3 separate regions of the Gossypium hirsutum genome follow, and all the other regions are linked to region 3. A link is a contact called in public Hi-C data. All regions are on one chromosome and are shown on one strand. The core of a region is the stretch at or near the end of the contact, and the rest is flanking DNA. Distances in the headings are between cores, read along the strand shown.

The links. A called contact is a pair of places that touch in the nucleus more often than the background predicts.
Region 1: a contact with region 3 is called in a Hi-C map of leaf, with 2.2 times the contacts expected there. The contact joins the promoter of LOC107917877 here to the promoter of LOC107917145 in region 3. A contact is called at or near these places in 2 of 34 Hi-C or Micro-C datasets (both in leaf).
Region 2: a contact with region 3 is called in a Hi-C map of leaf, with 3 times the contacts expected there. The contact joins the promoter of LOC107917103 here to the promoter of LOC107917145 in region 3. A contact is called at or near these places in 12 of 34 Hi-C or Micro-C datasets (callus, hypocotyl, leaf and 1 more).

What each region holds. Positions count from the first base shown.
Region 1 is chrA01:19,322,307-19,325,762 of Gossypium_hirsutum_v2.1, reverse strand. LOC107917877 (monosaccharide-sensing protein 2) reads right to left here and starts at 2,130. Exons shown (of 6, transcript XM_016847258.2): 1 at 1,840-2,130; 2 at 968-1,087; 3 at 293-853. The coding sequence starts at 1,046.
Region 2 is chrA01:19,278,390-19,281,469 of Gossypium_hirsutum_v2.1, reverse strand. It overlaps LOC107917103 (protein CUP-SHAPED COTYLEDON 3), which reads right to left and starts at 1,351. Exons shown (of 3, transcript XM_016846485.2): 1 at 828-1,351; 2 at 449-723; 3 at 1-153. The coding sequence starts at 1,080.
Region 3 is chrA01:19,502,800-19,506,256 of Gossypium_hirsutum_v2.1, reverse strand. LOC107917145 (MLO protein homolog 1) reads right to left here and starts at 1,916. Exons shown (of 14, transcript XM_041115526.1): 1 at 1,748-1,916; 2 at 1,610-1,667; 3 at 1,247-1,512; 4 at 1,047-1,163; 5 at 900-960; 6 at 693-778; 7 at 70-148. The coding sequence starts at 1,867.

The DNA.
Region 1 (3,456 bases), core at 881-3,380, 180 kb after region 3:
CCAATCCCTTGTATAGTCTACCAATATATAAATCAGACCTGTTCAAGTTTCCGATGACCTACGTGCATGCATCATGCCTTTTTGTTTAGATCTTAATGAATAAAAAGATAAATAACAAATGGAGCTTATGCTCATTCATGATTTATGTAACACCTCTCAGTGGATCCAGTAGAGCAAGCAAACAAGTTATACTATTAGCTCCTAGTAGTGTATCTAACCATTCAACGGCCAAGTCCCCTATATTTTCAACATGTTCAAAGGAAAGGGGAGAAAAATAAGGAAAAAAAAAAACCTGAAACATCTTCCCTGCCACGTAATCTCTGAAGAACCTGTTTAGCTTCAAGCATTCTTCCTTTACTCACAAGCCACCGAGGAGATTCGGGCAAATAAAAAACCGTAAAGGCAAAATAGAGGAGAGACGGGATGGATAGAACCCCAAGCATCAACCTCCAACTTGGTGAGTCCATCAATGACATCCCAAAAACCATACAATAAGATAGAAACATTCCCCCGGAACCAGTGAATTGTGGTAACGTATTTAACAATCCCCTTATCTCAGATGGGGCAGTCTCAGATATATAGACTGGGACAAGAGTCACGGCTAAACCAATTCCAAATCCATCTAATAGCCTGGCTAGGCACAAAATATAGACATTAGGTGACCACAACATTACCAAACCACTGACAAAATAAAGCATTGAAGACATTATCAGCATTGGACGCCGACCAAGCCAATCTGATATAGCTCCTGAGCATGTTGTAATAGCTGTTGCTCCTATCAGTGACATAGCCACCACTAGACCTTCAACGCTAGTTCCTAGATCGAGGTCATTCTTAATGTACACAATTGCTCCTGAAAGCACAAATGAATAAAACAAGTACAAGATGTTTGTTGGAAGCATGGAAACACCATGATGCTGAGAAGAAATAAACAGGTAACAAATATCAATGTGAAAGAAGGAAGTACCAGCAATGGTAGCATTATCCCATCCCTGCAAAAAGTTACCAATTGTAGCAGCAATGGCTACAAGAGCATCACCCCTCATCTCTTTTCAACAATGAATCAAACACCTTGCCTGGAACTTATCTGCAAGCAGAGAAGAAACCTGGATCACAAATCAACCATTCCTCCATCTTTATTTGAAAGACACCAAACATTGAATTGCATTTAATCAACCCACCTAGACTCTACCCCAAAACCATGGCAATAGCACATCAACCCCCCCCCCCAAAAAAATTACTCAAAAATAAAACAAAACTATTCATTGCACCAAAAATATTTATATCTTTTAGTAGCTGTTAGTGACCTTGTATTGTATGAGCCAAAAAGGAGAAGTGAACCTTTTGAGACAGAATTTAAAGTACAGAAGATGGAAATCTATATATTAGAGAGAGAGAGTTTGAAAAAGAAAACTTTTACTTAAATTATTGTGAGACAGAGGAAGGGATGGCTGTTGTAACTAGATACTAGCACTAGTACCAGAGAAGAGAAGAAAAGAGTCCTTCCTGTAGTAGCAAGTAAATGAGATTTTGGGGTCTCGAAGTCAAATGCACAACCACCATTCTTCACCATATTGTCAAACAGAAACCACTCAGCCAGTCACAACAAGAGAATCATATAGTACTATGCATCCAATATTCTTAATACTTAATCTATGGCTACCCAAGTTGAAGGAGCTGGGTGAAGGTGGAGAAGAGAGATAAGGATTATCTTGTGCCTAATAGATAGCATATGTGAGATATTATTTTAATAATAAATAAAAAAAACTTAATATATTCCATGCTAACACCAAGACAATAACAATGGTAACTTGGTTGTGAATATTTATTGGTTCTCACCCGCTCCACCTTTAAGTGATAATAATTGATAAAGATGCTGCTGCTTCTGCTCAGACTCAGTGGACCTCAGCTAGTACAGATGGATTGCTAACTTTTGGCATGATTGTACTGTCTTTTGGATAGAAAGGTAATAATGGGGGAAAAGGCAATCTGAAAATCAAACTCTGACATATATCTATATAAACAAATAATAAAATGAGTAGGATGGGAATAATAAGAGTGCAAATTAAGATGTATGAAAAGAAGAACGTAGGTTGGGAGTAGGGACGGAAGGTGCAAGACTCTTGGAATAGAAAGTAGAAAGACTATTAGTTATCTGTTTAGTAGTAAATCAATAGTAGAGTGAGACTTTTGGAGGGTGCACATGTTTGCCATGTGGATGTGGGGCTGCCTTTAGTCACGTTGAGTCTAGAGCTGCCAGATATTTACTACTTGTTTGTTTGCCATTTTCTAGTCCTAATTGCACCAAATGTTGTTAAACTACCCATATGTTCATCACTAAAACTTTAACATGTTTTTACTTTTTCTGACCGCTTCTTAGTTACTTTCTTCTTTTCCTCATAAAAAATCAAACGATGATATTATTAATAATTTTAATACTATTAATTTTATAAATTTATTTTTTTAACTCTCCCTTTTGTTTTATGCATTTAATGTTTAATTAGTTTTTACAAATATTGTATTTTAACTTACAATAATTAATGCAAAATAATATTTTTTTATTTGAATAATTAAATATAATAAATTATATAATTTTTTCAATTCAAATATTATAATTAAAGTATTTTTAACATATTCAACATACAATATGCAAATTTAGTTCCTGTAATTAATGCAAAGTAGCATTACTCTGAATAATAACTAATTAACATAATTAACTCTAATATTAATTAAGTAACAATAAATATGCTTAAAATCATATTCAAATAATAACTCTATTTTGCATCAAAAAAATTAGCACAACTTTTGTTTATATCAATTAATAATTCTAGATTAAATATTATGGTTACTTTTAAATGTGAATTTAATAATATGAAGAAAAATAAAGGGTATTATCATTAGTTTAAAAGTTTATTCAAACTCGTGTTTTTATATATATTATAGATTAATAGACAAATAATTATTTTTATATTAATTTAATTTAAATAAATAATTTATTAGAGTATATATTTTTTTACATAATCTTTTATTTTCATTACTTAATTAAGAGTATTTTATTTTATATTTTCATTTAATATTTTTGTTTTTAGAATTAAATTAGTGAAAATAAAATTTATACTTACTAATTTAAAATATGACCTAATTCTTTTTGTATTTATTTATAACCAATAAAAAGGAAAAGTATAATAAATATTGAATGTTTTTAGGAGTCAATAAACTTTTATTGTTTTTTTTTTGTATTTTAGAGAATGAAAAACAAATTGCCAAAAGAATAAAGAAGAAAGAAACAAAAGAATGCGAAGAAAGAAAAAATAGTATTAAAATATAGATGTCAATTAATTCAATATTTTATAATATATTTTTAAAATATTAAATTAAATTATAATATATTATTTATTTATATAAAACAAAAATGAAAAATTGAAATATGTTGGGCAAACTATATCATTAGTTACT
Region 2 (3,080 bases), core at 102-2,601, 220 kb after region 3:
TGAGGTTTCAAGCAGTGGACGGAAGCAATTTGTTGTTTTTGTTGTTGAAGATAATGAAGAAAGTTCCAAGATATAGCCTAGCCCTTGCGCAGCAGCTACCCCATTTTTCTTCTCACCTGTTTTGTGTATTATTCTGCAAATCACCCATTCTTCCTGCAAAATATAACACCATTTCAATATTAAACCATGCGTAGTATTTGACAATTCAGTGTTACATGCTCATGCTTTTAGCCTTTTCCAAATCTTGTTTAAATTGTGCATGAACAATAAACATGTAACTAGTAAGTGAAGGCAATCACATCAGAAATTACTCTACAGTTTCATCATATCATTGTTATTATTAGCATTCAGCTGAGCAGAATATGTCAACCCAGAAAACGACAAAAAGGAAAAAAAAAAGTGGGAAGGGGGTGTCTGGTGGGATTCCCACCGGTGCACATGTACCAACCTTGCACGTGTGGCGGCAGGAGAAGTCACCGTCTAAACGGTACTCATGCATGACCCACATCGTCTTCACTCCACGGGGTGCTCTGCCTTTGTAGAAAACAAGGGTTTTTTTCATGCCAAGTAAAGCTCCAGTGGAGGCACTGTACACTTCCCTATCTTTTCCGGTGGCTTTCCAGTACCCAGCTCCAGTCGCTCTATTTGTTCTCACTCCCGTTGGGTATTTCCTGTCCCTCAGGCTGAAGAAGTACCACTCCCTTGCCCCCATTTTCGCCACATCTTATCCATTTACCATCATCAACAGTACACTAAATAGTTAGACCCACCATACACATGTACACAATGACACACTAATAAATATTGAGTGTTAATTTATTATATACCTGGAAGCTCCCAAGGTTCACATCGGTTAAGGTCAACCTCAGCAATGTCCACTCCACAGAAGCTTCCATTGAATACCTTTGAAGCCAAATAAAATGTTATGAGTTCTTCATCAGTGGGGTGAAACCTAAATCCCGGCGGCAACCCTTGCTCGTTCACTTCTTCCCCGCCAAGTTCACTTAAAACTTCCTCCACTGCTAACATCTTGTTGAGAGTAAAGGCTAGTTGTTGTGACTGGAATGAATGGAGGAACATGCAAATATTTGAACAAGATAAAAAGGTATTTGGGGAGGGTTGAATCGAGGCCTTGAAAGGCTAGGGAAGAGCTGCCAAAAAAAAAAAGGAGAGATTGGAATATGTAAATGTAATAGAGAGAGGGGGGGTAGTAAATGCAAAGTCGGTTGCAGAGGACAGAGATTTATGCGTGCGTATGTGAGCATATTGAAAAAGAGAGAGAAAAGAGAGATGAGTCAGTAAGGTACGTTCTATGATGGATGGATAACCACGGGAGGGAGGGATAGCTCACTCACAGGACACAACACAACAGTGAGATCATCATCATCACTCAATTCTTCTCTTCTCTTTTTTCTAGACAAAATTTAACATTAGTTTAGTTTGTACAACAATTAGATCGCCAAATCTTGAATACGGGTAGTTCTTTCGCTTTCCCTTTCCCTTTCTTTTCATTTTCTTTATATTTCTTTATATATATAATATAATACATACGTAATCTTGGTCCATTTAATGTTAGATATAACAAGCTTATACAAATAACACGAGCTCTACTTGTTTGAGATTAACAAGACTAAACTCAAACGTATGTAATAATTCAAATAAGTTGGAAATGGAAAATTAGTATAGTAGTTAAAATGGAGGTGATACCTGGGAATTGGAGCCGAGCCATGTTACCCGCAAACCTAGCTACCTGATGATTGATGAAGGTGTTTTAATTGATTAATTAATGGGGGGGTGGGTGCAGCTGAGCTCTAGAAAATGTCGGCGTTGCACGTGTAGCATGAGCAGGTAATTTAAAGGGTATCGTAGGCTGCTATTGTTTCTCTCTCTCTCTCTCTCTCTCCCTCTATTACTCTCTAGTAACTACGTATGCATAACATAAACATAGATCATGGTGAGTAGGCCAAGTAAAAGATAACACCACCACCCAGCAACAGGATATCCTTCCTGACTCCTGGCTTTTGCACGTATATCGCAGTAATTAGGCCTTAATCAGCTTCTTTATATTCTATACATTACATCCATGCATATACATTCATAGGAATACTACAAGTTTGGTTTACTTTAGGTTGTGTAAATCTAAGATCCATAAATGATAAAACACCTCCTCTCCTTCACATGGTGGTGCTCCCCAGCTATGTAGGTAGCTAGCTAGATCCCTAGTGAGTAGGTGTTAGTTCTTCTTTTTCAACGTGTTTTCTTTTTCGTTTCTCTCTGGTCTGGCCAGCTAAGCTAGCTCTGATTATTGAGCACCTTTTTTTTCTCCTCGTGGGGCAAAAATTAGAGGAAACATGTAGGGTCAAATTTCTACTAACCAATCAAAGGAGAGTGGCCCAGTCAACTCTGCTAGGCCTGGCCATCAATTTACGACTTAAAACACTCTATGTTTGTTAACAACTGTATTATGAAGAAAAACCAAGAAAGAAGAATGAACACGTTTAATCTCTTCTGATATTATTTGCTTACTTTCAACAATACATGAATAGAATTTATACTTAAATGACTAACTGCTATAATTAGCTGTTTGCTAATTACTTGCTAACAATATTTTAGCCTGTATAACAAAACAGTATAACAAAACAGTAACAGACTAACAGAGTCTATACTCTAATATTCACCCAGCTTCACCTAGTTTCGACTTGAAGCAAACTATGAAACCTAGCCAAAAGTGGAGACGGACAGTAGTTTTGTGAGAATGTCAATGACCTGATCATATGCTGGAACCTCACTGACAACAAGAGAACCATCAGCGACCTTTTCGCGAACAAAAAATAAATTAAGTTCGACATGTTTAAATTTGGAATGTAAGACCGGATTAGTAGCTATCGCTACTGCACTAGAGTTGTCACACCAAACAGTAGGTGGATCTACAGAACGAGTTTGTAATTCTGTTAGCAGAGAGACTAACCAATTAACATCATTGGTAGTTGCTGTTAGACTCCGATACTCCGCCTCAGCCGTGGAGCGAGAAACAACTTGTTGTTTCTTAGAACACCAAGAGACGAGTGTATGACCAAAGT
Region 3 (3,457 bases), core at 667-3,166:
TTAAAGTTGAACTCACCAGCTGAGCAATTTGCTAATCAAATTATTAGATGATGTACGCCGGCCAATTACTTACGTTGATAAAGCCATTGCGCATGGTCAAATAGTCCACCTTGCTCACCGAACCAAAGAATTGCCTGAAGAAGGCCACCTATAATTATATTTTTAGATTTTTTTATTCCAGCTAACCAAATATACTCAAAAGTAAATATATAAATCTTTTTAGTTTATTAATATATCAAAAATTAATCAGAAATGTAAAACTGTAAAATTGCATAACTCAGTTTGTCTCTCTACTTATTTACACTCCAATTTAAAAAAAAATCTATTTAATTTTTGTCTCTTTTATGCTTTAAATTTGCGTTATTTATTAAATCACCTTTAACATAAATGAAAAACTTTAATGTTTGTTAACTTTGCTTGTATGCCACACCAACAATTAAATAGATTTTTTTGTAAAATTAGAGTGTAAATAAATAGAGAGATATGATAAATTAAAGTTTTCCTCCTAATTTTTAGCATTTTTAATTGGATTTAAATTTTGTGAGAAAAAAAAGCTGAAAATCAAGAAAAACAAATCTTATTTTTCATTCTCCTGTTGAAAAAGGGATATGGACAGGGACAATGTGGAATTATAATTTCCTACCGTACTTAATTCTCCAAATAAAATTAGTAAGAAATTAGAAGAGTCTTACTATCCATCTCATGCCCGGAATTGTGGAGAAACCAGAATGACGTTTGACGAAGGAAGTTTGATGGGTTAATCTGAACCTTGAAGGATCTGATGTGTAACATATACAAATGCAAGTATCAATATAAATCACCATTTCCAAACTTTTTTTTTTCCATACAACCTTCATAATTTAGACCTAAAAGGCAAGGTGAAAAGTAGAAAGACTAACCATTTCTGTACTGATACTCGAGAGTTTTAGTTTCTGATTCCCAGGACTCCCATTTCTTCATCTGTTCAAATTCAATTCACCACAACTATAATATCAGCTCTACAACCAAACCAGTTGATCTTCAAGGGGAAAAGAAAAAAAACTTACTTTGGCCTTAGCCAGTAGAATGGTGGCTACACTGTAAAGAACATGAAAGACAGCAAGCGCAAATATGAATATGTGCAAGTCGTGCATCCCGCTTTGTGTAATCAGGGCAACTTTACCCTATCATTTCATATAGAAATTAATGATCAGGTTAATTATCAACAATGTTGAAAATAGATTAAAAAAAAGGGCCGGCGGCATACTTTAGGGCAAGAATCTTTTCCTTTGGATGAAGCCAAGACTCGACGCCAAACCATATCTTCAGCATAAGAAAGTAACTTTCTCCGGCGATCTTCATCGCCGCCGCCTCCGCCCCCTTTGTTGCTATCTTTACCACTATCTCCTGCATACCCAGGCTTCCGTTTGCATGGAAGCATCGTATATCCTATCTTTTCTGGGATACATATCGCTGGAATGGAATATGTTCCTATAGTAAGTAGTAAGGATATGAATCCCAGTAGCATCAACTCTGCAAATTATAATGGAATTTAATCTATTAAGGGTTAGACTGCAGTTTGCCTACAATATGATGAACAAGTACTATATATATATACATATAACCTAACCAGCTTTTATTTTCTCTAAAGCTTCCATCATGGCTTTCTTCTGGCGTTTTTGAAACCACTGCATGTCATCAACAAAGGTTATAATCATAATCATAATCATAATTATTAGTATGAAATTTTCATTAGTAGATTAAATACCTTTCCCAGAGAATGAATTCCATGTTCTATGAATATAGATATGATCACAAATATTGCACACACAACTGCAACAGCCCATGTTGGCGTTTCCTCCAGTGACCTTTCCTTAGGGGTAGCCATTTTTGCAAAAACCAAAACGCTTAGTAATGTAAAAGTATAACAAGAAGGCGGAAAGCATATAAAAATGGAGTGAAGAAATGCAAGTGGGCAGCGCGTTTGGATTTGAGACACGGTTTCTATGAACAAAAGTTTGTCATGATTTGCATGGTTTTATGTGGAAGGTTGGTGATGGGCAATGTGGTGATCTAAGTTAACAATCCCGTAGCTTAGGACAATATAGATTAATCAAGCCGGCCAATGCAGCCAATCCAAGGGTGAGAATTAATGTAATAAAGAAACAGATATTGGGATCCACCGGTGGTTATTTATATTCAATTATCACTTAGTATTAATCAACACCCATCTGATATATATTTTATTTTGTGTGAGATTGAAAGGTGTTGGACTGTCTCAAAACCCTGGTCCACAAGCCTGACTTTCTCCTGTCTAGACATATTCTACAATTCTAATTACAATTTTAGGGAATAATAATAATATACTTTTCGGTTTTTTCCTTTTTAGTGATTGAACTTGATAACTAGACTCATTTTGATACTTGAACTTAAATTTTATCAAGATTTAATGATGTGATTAGTTTTACTAAAATAGGACCGGATCAAACGGGTGGAGAGTTAGACAATATAACGGTCGAACAAAAGAGTTGACTTAATTAACTCGATAACTACTTGATATTGGTAAAAATAAAAAATTAAGACAAAAATCGATAGTTAAGCAGGTTCAACCGGTTTAGTAATTTTTAAAAAAATTTATGATTTTTTATTATTTATTTAATTATTGTTGATTCAGTGGTCGAATTGATCGAACTAATTGAATAAAAAATGGGTGGTTTGATTTGTTCAACCACCAATCTAATTATTAAAAGGGTAAACTATAAAAGTAGTCACTTTTGTTTATCTCATGTTACATTTTAGTCACTTATGTTTAAAATGTTACGTTTTAGTCACTTATGTTATTATTTTGTTACGAAGTGATCACTCTTCCGTCAAGTTCTGTTATTTCCCTAACGGTAATCCTACGTGGTAGTCCAACTAGATATTACTGAACTGCTAATACATACTTCATCCGGATTAAGTATGCATTATTAAAATTAAATTAAAATATTAAATAAGAAATAAAATTATAAAACAATATGTTATTTGGAAAATAACTATTATTGTAATGAGATACGTGTTTTATTAGGTATAAATATTTAAAATTTTGTTTTTGTAATGTGATACATGCGTAAATATATATATAATCATATTAGTGAATCTGCTAATACAACATCCAGACGAAGTACGTATTAGCAGATTCAATAATATCTAGTTGGACTACCACGTAGGATTACCGTTAGGAAGATAACAGAACTTAACGGAAGAGTGACCACTTCGTAACAAAATAATAACATAAGTGACTAAAACGTAACATTTCAAACATAAGTGACTAAAATATAACATGAGGCAAACAAAAGTGACTATTTTTATAGTTTACCCTTATTAAAATAGTAAATATGACACATTGAGATTATACACCACATCATCACCTAAAATTTTTATATAAATTTTTTAAGTAATGATGTGGCACAATCTTAAAATGTCACATCGTTAAATT